Linked DNA regions of Larimichthys crocea: region 1 is linked to region 2. The links are chromatin contacts, called in public Hi-C maps. All regions are on one chromosome and are shown on one strand. The core of a region is the stretch at or near the end of the contact, and the rest is flanking DNA. Distances in the headings are between cores, read along the strand shown. Region 1 holds the start of strn (striatin, calmodulin binding protein). Region 2 holds the start of tomm20b (translocase of outer mitochondrial membrane 20b).

Region 1 (3,912 bases), core at 1,316-3,815, 150 kb before region 2:
GAAGAATCATTTTGGGGGAAATGTGTAAAAAATAATAATAATATATTATAATTAATTACACAGATACACACACACACACATATAATGTCATATTTATGAATTAATACATGTTTGATTGATCGTAAATAAATAATACATAATACATAAAAATATATTGCAGAACCAACTAACCACTTTACTTTTTAGCCTGTGTGTGAGTTAAATATATATATTCTGTAATATATATACCACAACACACACAAACATATATATATTATATATATAATTATACAGCGCACACACCATTCACCCTAAAAACAAACATTTTGAAGTCACCATTAAATCTGTACCTGCATGTCTTTGGACCGTGGGAGGAAGCTAAAGTACCTGGAGAAAACCCACACAGGTACAGGGATAACACGCAAACTACACACAGAAAGACATGTACTGATAAATAAATGATTTCAGTATTAAAATGTTCCAGAAACATTTCACTACTGAAATCTTCCGACAGTCTGAGCAAACTTTTATTTTGAAGGCAGAGCCATTCGATAACCGGTGTTGCCTTGGCTCACATGGAGTCGCTTCACACACCTGTGCGGTGACATCAACTCGCCTCGGTCCCTCCCACTACCGTAAACCATGCTCACACCGTTTGGCTGACCAGGTGAATGGCGACAACATCATCCAATTAAACACGAGCGCGCGTTACGTCACCAAGCTACGTTTGGCGTGAATCATATTCAACTTCATGTAAAAAAAATAAAATAAAAAAAAGGTGAAAATTTAAAGGTGAAAAATCTATTATCATTATGATGAATATCACGTTTTTGATTCTTATTACTATTCTCTGACACGTGTGTTTTTTAACACATTGTAGGAGCTTGAAGAAATACATTTCCCAATCACTGTACTTGTATGATTATGTGTGACATTGAACTGCACAGACAAATGACATCAGTGCGACAACAGTTATACAATGAAATCAGACTTCTTTTCACTGCTAAATATGGATTTTAAATAAATGAATGAATATTGGTAAATAATTTATTCCTGTGTTTGGTGGAAAAATGTATAGAGGCAATGTAGTGGATTTTATAAGACTCTAACAAAATATTTAGTTGTAAATGTATTAAAGACTAACTGTCACCTGAAGGGACTTTTGTCATTTCATTTTAATTGCACAAGCTGAAGTTGGTGCTGAAGCAGGCTGAATGACGCTGTAACCACACCCACCTGGCTACACTGTTATTATTGCATAATTTTAAGCCTAATTATAGTTTGAACAGGTGAGTTGAATAGAAATTTAGACTCAGTACAGTTGTCATGAGTGGGGAAATTAGCTATAGAGACCAAAACTGTTTTTTGTAGCAAGCTGTGAACATGTTTATTTCTGCTGTGAAGCTGTGAACATTTTAACATAGAGGCTTATGGAGACTGACTTGTTCTGTAGCCAGCCTCAAGTGGACGTTTGAGAAACTGCAGTTTTTGTCACTTTCACCTCCACCAACTTCACAACCATGAATGTTTTCCCAGGTAGGTGGCGGTTAAAAATAACTATATAAAAATTGCCAATACCTAAAAAAATATGCTAATTAGGGTAACATATTTAAAATTATTTGTTGAGGCATATTGGAAACTGTTGATGTCTGAAATGGGAAGGTTACATTTAACCCTATAGTCACAATCCTCACATGTGGCAATACAGCTGTAGATATATGTAATTGTTAATACTTACTAATGAAAAAGGAATTAATAATAATTAAATATACTTATTTAATATAATTAATAAGATTAAACATATCTGTAAATCAGTTTTGACTAGATGAAATATAAAATACACATGGTTATGTCAAAATTGTTTTACAGGCATCTTAAATTAACATTAATGGGAGTGCTATTAGTAGTTTTACTGAACATTTCCTCCACCATGTTGACGGGGAATTAGGGACACTCCTCAGGTCCCTACAGAGCTCAGCCTGGCCCCGCAGCCTCTGTGTGCCTGGGGTCGGAGCTCCACGTTGCGGCTCTAACTTGATTAAATCCGCAGATGATTCACTCTGTGACTGCGGCCATGTGCTAATCAGCTGATACGCCACAGCCGCCTCTATTTAACTCCTGCTCGGTTCAAACCACATGTTCAACCTGCCCTAGTCTGCTGCAGCTCCCACCATCACACACACACATACATGCACACCGATTCATACACACAGCATGCCTCCGTTTGAAAAAGCCCAGCTGCAGAACAAACCGTTCAAACAGAGGAAGAGCTTCGGTAAATATCTCCAACAACAACAGTGCAAGAAAAACTTTCTAAACTTTATCTGACGTTTCTTTTCTCTGTGTAGCTACGAGGAAACAAGAAGTGGCGGGGATCAGGTCCAAGTTTCCAAACAAAATCCCGGTAAGTCAGCGGTAGAAAAGCCTCATAATTAACCGGTAAAGTTGTTGTGTTTTCCTTTCCCTGTTCTCACCTGTTTTTATGGCTTCTCGCAGGTCATCATTGAACGGTACGAGAGGGAGAAATATCTTCCTCCGCTGGATAAAACCAAGTTTCTGGTGCCGCATGAACTCACCATGACTCAGTTTGTCACCATCATCAGGTAAAGTTTCCAAAAGATGGCAGATCATTCATGTGTTCTCTGAAGCAGCTCTAAGAAGTGACAGAAAACGGCCTGTTTGGAGTTGGGGACATCAGATATTGATACGACACAGGGCTGCAACTAAGATTATTTGTATTGATTAATGTGCTGCAGATTTTTTTTTTTCTGTTTTTTTTTTTTTTTTTTTTTTTTTTTTTTTTTTTTTTGTCTTGAAGGTATGTCTGAAAAATGTCTGAAGGCTTCCTAAAAGTGAATTTTATCAATTTTTTTTTTCAGCTAGTCCAGATATTCAGTTTATTTAGAAAAATTTAAAATCTTTAGAATAGCTCACAGTTTAGAAGCAGGAACCATTGACATTTCTTATATGAATCGATAAACATAAGCAGAAAATAAACTGCTCCTGAACTCGTTTGTTTCAGCTCTAGAACAATAACTCTTAAGCTGCTTACAGTACGAGCAAAAGTCTTTGTTTTTCTGGTTTTATCTTCTCCTTTTTCTAAACTCGGGAGGATTTTACAGACAAACTATATTGTGCAAAAATACTAAAAGATCAGTTTTACAGACAAACTATATTGTGCAAAAATACTAAAAGATCAGTTTTATCAGTGAAGGAGTTCTGAGGAATGTTTATATGGATAAACTCCAAATGTCACTCTTAATTGTCCATTTTGAGTTCAGTTTTGTTGTTTCCTTCAACATTTCTGAGATGCTTCTTGTTGGTCATGATTACGCAGCAGAAACTGAGTCTGTTCCTCTTTCAGTCACAACAAACTGTCCTGAAATCAAGGCACTGAGGCCAGATTACTCAAGTTTTAGTATTTCAGTAAGTGTTTTAAAGACTTTCCTGGACTGCAGTGCTTTTTTTTGCTAAAGAATCAGTTTGTCTTTCCTTCTGCTTCACATGATGATTTGTTCTGCAGAACAGATGATAACCTGATGCAGTCGTCTAAGATTTTCTCCTTATTATCTGTGTTAAAAGAGGTCCGGTCACATTTTATGTAGAAACCTTTTGAAGTATATGAACCTTATTTATGCAGCCTTTAATAGATAGTGGGTTTAAATTGTTGATACTTTAAATTCACTTAGTCATTATTCTAATCTTTACATGCAGATGTTTTTATTTGTAAAGGTTGTGATCAGTTTTTGGGACTTTGCCTAGAGATGACGGAGGGAAATGAAATTTAGTTTGTGGCTTTCAAAGAACTAAAAAAAAAAAATGTAATCCAGCACCTTAAATCCCTTTTTTTTTTTTTGCAATTTATGATTACAAACTCTCCCTTGAGTGTTATTCATTTGACCAAAAAGACAAAAGCATTGACAGTACAAATTA
Region 2 (4,532 bases), core at 1,095-3,594:
CAGGATGCAGAGTCTGCACACACACGCACACAACACAATCGAGTGAGTGAATGTGTGTGTGTGTGTGTGTGTGTGTGTGTGTGTGTATTGGACTGTGACAGACTGAGTGTATTCTCAGAGTGTGTGTTTGTGTGTTTTGCGGATGCTGTGATAGACCAACAGCTACCCCTGCTGACAGACAGGATCACTGCTGCTCTCGTCAGCCTGCTGTACCCATAATGCCACAGGGCGTGATGCTTGTTTCAGTCTGTTTGTGTCTGTGTGAGTCAGCGTCAGTCAGACAGGAACATATTTAACACTGACTTGAATCTGATCGCTGAAGGGAAATGTCAGCTGCTGCAGCAAAGCAGATACAAGCAAACATCTTCTCACTGAAGTTTCAGGGCTGTATGTCTGTGATAATGAGTCTTCAGTGTGTGTCCAAACAATAAAAACTCCATGAACTACAACAATTTTACAGGTGATTGGATTCAAATCTTCAGGAGACTCGGGAATGTCTCCCATGGGCTTTGAGGGTCGGAGGATTGGGGAGTGACTCCTCAGACATCACTAACCTTAAGCTCGGTGATCACCTTTTGGACAACTCCATTCTTCTCCTCCTTTGCTCTGACTTTTTCTGTAAGCTTGAGGCAGCAGGAGGTTTTCTCATCAGCTGCTCTATAAACACCTTGTCCTTTCCAAAGGTGTCTTTGTCCAAGTGTTTTATGGCTTCCTCTCTCTCTGCCTCCAAGCCTTCCGATGAGTTTAGGTCTTTAGTGATCCTCCCTGCAGTCTCATCTCACCCTCTACTTGTTGTTTTGACCTTTTAAACTTCAGATTTCTGTCATTTACCTGCTGCAGGTTCAGTTCTCATTCTTTACTTTGTCCTCTTTCCATCCTGGAGCTCAGACAGAACCTGCAGCACGTTGAAGGATTCATCGCTGCATTACTTCTCCAACTACTCCTGCTACTTGTGTTGTTACCTCAGGGTCTCAGTTTCTCCTGTTCACTGCTACTACTAAAGCTGCATTATTGTCTCATTGAGGAGATGCTCCTCCATCCTTGTGTTTGTGCACAGATGTTGTGAGGGTGTGAAATGTCTCTGGATTACATAAATTATATGACCCACCTAAATAAATAAATATTTCTCATCAGGTCCCTTTTAGGATTGAATCTTCTTCTTTTAATCATTATTATCTTCCTCTTCTGCTTCTTCTTCAACAAATGAGTTATCTGTGCAACCACTATATGACCTTTGACAACATGTTGATACAATTGAGTGTTTTGATGCTTTGAGCTGACAGGAATTATGAAATCCATCATTGTTTAGACTGTCAAACTAATTGAATTAATTAACTAATCTCCTCTGACATCTTCAGACTGTCCTCCGAGCAAAGACAGAATATTTTGAATTCTGTCCCCGATGATTGCACATGATGTCAGTAAAACATCAGTTACTATGATCATATAAGGTTGATGTTCTCTGCACACTGTGCCTGTTCAAATAAAGAAAACATTTAAGAAACTGTGAGAAAAAAAATAAATTAATTAGAAAGTCCTGCTTTATATTTAGTTGCACATAATATCACACACAACATATTTTGCTATATAAACAGCTTAGTCACGTCTAATTATTTTTTTTAGATGTATAGAAATAAAACACAGAATAGGGGGGGAGGACACTTAAAAAACACAAGATAAATAGGTAGACAAGGTGCAGTGGCAAGATGATCAGAATCAGATTCAGAAATACTTTAATAATCTCAGGGGAAATTATTTTTGTTACAATAGTCCAGGTATACAAACAAAAACATATGTTAAACAAGTAATCATCTATTAGGATCAAAATATAACCGCAGGCAGGAATGATTTTCTGTATCGCTCTGTGGTGGATTTAAGAGAGAGGAGTCTTCTGCTGAAGGAGCTCCTCTGCAGAGCCAGTGTGTCGTAGTAGAGGGTGAGAGACATTGTCCAATATGGACTGAAGCCTGGACAGCATCCTCCTAGTGTCCAACTCCTCCCCCCACGACATCACCAGCTCTACTGATGATGGTAATAGTACTGATGGTATGATGGTAATGTTATTGTTAATAACAGTATATAATAATAATATAATTATAATGTATTGTTTTTTTATTATAATAAAATTATATAATAACCTTTTATGCATCTAACCTGCAAATAACAGTCTCCAGAAATAACCCGAAATTAAACTAAAACGCATCACAGTATTTCAGAAAACAGGTTCAAACACTGACTCATTCACACTGAACCGTCTTTAACTGTGAAAATATCTTTATTTCTTCACATTTACAGTCAGGCATTGCACAGGCAGCTGTAAGCTGTCAAACGGCGGGGTCCTGCTGGGTCCTTCTTCCTGCCCTGAGCCGCTGCGCCAGCCTCCAGACAGACACCGAGCACCGGGGAAAAAACGATTAATTCACCGGTAATCCTCCTCAAACCGACCGGGTCACCGGGAGTCATGATGGGCGGTAAGACCAGCGCGCTGGCCGCGGGGGTGTGCGGGGCTCTGTTCGTCGGTTACTGCATCTATTTCGACAGGAAGAGACGGAGTGACCCCAACTTCAAGAACAGGCTGCGAGAGCGTGAGTGTTGACCTCCTCCTCCTCCTCCTCTTCCTCTTCTTCCTCCTCTCCTCCTTCATCATCACAGGAACCTGGACTCGGTCCGGTCCAGCTCGGTTTAGTTCAGTCTGTCACAGCTTGTTTCAGTCTGACCAGGTGTGTCTTGTTTGATGAAGCTCTCACGCGGAGCTCCGTTCACCTGTCAGACATTTTCATGTCCTGACATTAAAACAGTTTGTTAGCAGCACAGTTAAGACCTCACACGAGTCCACAAGCTCTTCGGCTTCATTCGGCTTAATTCGGCTTAAACTCGACCAACCAAGAAACTTCAAGGATTCAAGGAGAAGGTCCTTTAAACTCAAGGAGTAATACATATTCATTGAATGACTTAATGAATGAGCTGCATGCCCCTCAGAGTGTCACATTTTCTAGTATCTGCACACTGTGCTTTCTGCTGCTGTCCAAAGATTGAATGAAAAAGTAAATCAGGTCATCCTGGGTGGCCTGAGCCCGTCCCAGCTGACTTTGGGGACACCCTGGACGAGTCTGGACACAAAGAGAGAAACACCCCCATTCACACTCACATTCACACCTACGGCCAATCTAGAGTCACCAGTTAACCTGTTCGAAGTCTTCGGACTGGACCCGAGTACCCGGAGAGATCATGCAAACTCCACACAGAAAGACCCGGTCGAGGTTCAAACCAAGAACCTTCTTGCTGCGAGTTAAAAAGTATATTCTGAATCAGAGTAAGATGACAACACTCCTGAATATTGTTCAAATACCTCATGCCATGTTCTGTCTGGTGTTCACCTTGAGCAAGGTCATGGTAAACAGATTTTTCTCAATGGAGTTTGGTTCGACTTGTGTTTAATACTCGCTGTGTAAGCCACTGGAAACCCAAATCCATAAATGCTTCTAACTATGTAATTTATGGTCTCATGCACATAAGTAGTAAACATATAAAAAGTAATCCGGGTTTGAAACATTGTCATTTGAGTTTTTGTAAACTCTCCTGCTATCTGTTTGAATTAGACGTGCTCGGACATTTATCACGCAATTAATTCTGTGAACCGATCATAAAAGATCCATCTTAGTTATCCCACAAAACCTAATAAATAAACATTAAAAATTGTCAAGAAAGGAAATGGTCTTTCATCCGTTTTCCTTATTAAACAGAAAAACACCATCTGAATTGAAGTTCTCTCTTTTACCCAACGAGGATTAATTTAATTGTCTTGTTAACTCATCATAAAACATTGAATTTAATCAGAAACTGAATAAAACTTGCCATAAACATCTTTGTTAGGTTAAACAATCACTAGCTCTGGTCTGATTTAGAAAAATAGTCAAACTATTCTGGTAAAATTACTGTTTTTGTGAAAGTGTCTGTGGCTTTTGAAGAGAGTGTTGATAACGGCTTCAATCCTCCGTCAAAAAGTCCCGTCTGTCTGCAAAATAAACCTTAATAAATAAACCTTTTTACTATTTCAAGCCAAATTTCTAGAAACATTAAGGGCACCCGAGGAGACCAGCAACAGTCTCATTCATGAAGCTGTCAGCGTCACTGTCCTACGAGCTGGGCTTTCAGCCAAATGCCGATGATGTGTTACTCGGTGAACAGTGACAGTTCAGTCTGTTATCACTGTGAGTCGAGGACCAGCAGCTATGTTAACTTCATTCAGAGCCTCCAGGTTCTGAAAGTTTGATGGTTTTAACCCTACAAGGAGTTTACACTTGTTTTGATGATCAGAGTTGGTAACTCTTAAACAAGAAGAGACAAACTGGTGCTGGTTGAGCAAATGTGCAGAGAGAGAGTCACGCTGTGTCAGCTGTTTACTGCACCACTCACACCACCGTAACGAATAATTAAGACCACGACAAAAGCTGAACTTGGTGGTTTTACAGAGAGTTGTTTGCTGCAGCTGTCTGTTTGTGAATGTCAAATGCTGTTTGTTTGAGTGAAAC

The links. A called contact is a pair of places that touch in the nucleus more often than the background predicts.
Region 1: a Hi-C map of muscle shows a contact between it and region 2, with 7 times the contacts expected there. The contact joins the promoter of strn here to the promoter of tomm20b in region 2. A contact is called at or near these places in 7 of 7 Hi-C or Micro-C datasets (all in muscle).

Annotation. Positions count from the first base shown.
Region 1 is chrX:28,811,193-28,815,104 of L_crocea_2.0, reverse strand. strn (striatin, calmodulin binding protein) reads right to left here and starts at 2,565. Exons shown (of 18, transcript XM_027283706.1): 1 at 2,454-2,565. It overlaps map1lc3c (microtubule-associated protein 1 light chain 3 gamma), which reads left to right and starts at 2,065. Exons shown (of 4, transcript XM_010741367.3): 1 at 2,065-2,254; 2 at 2,328-2,383; 3 at 2,476-2,582. The coding sequence starts at 2,194.
Region 2 is chrX:28,660,473-28,665,004 of L_crocea_2.0, reverse strand. It overlaps tomm20b (translocase of outer mitochondrial membrane 20b), which reads left to right and starts at 2,344. Exons shown (of 5, transcript XM_010741365.3): 1 at 2,344-2,585. The coding sequence starts at 2,462.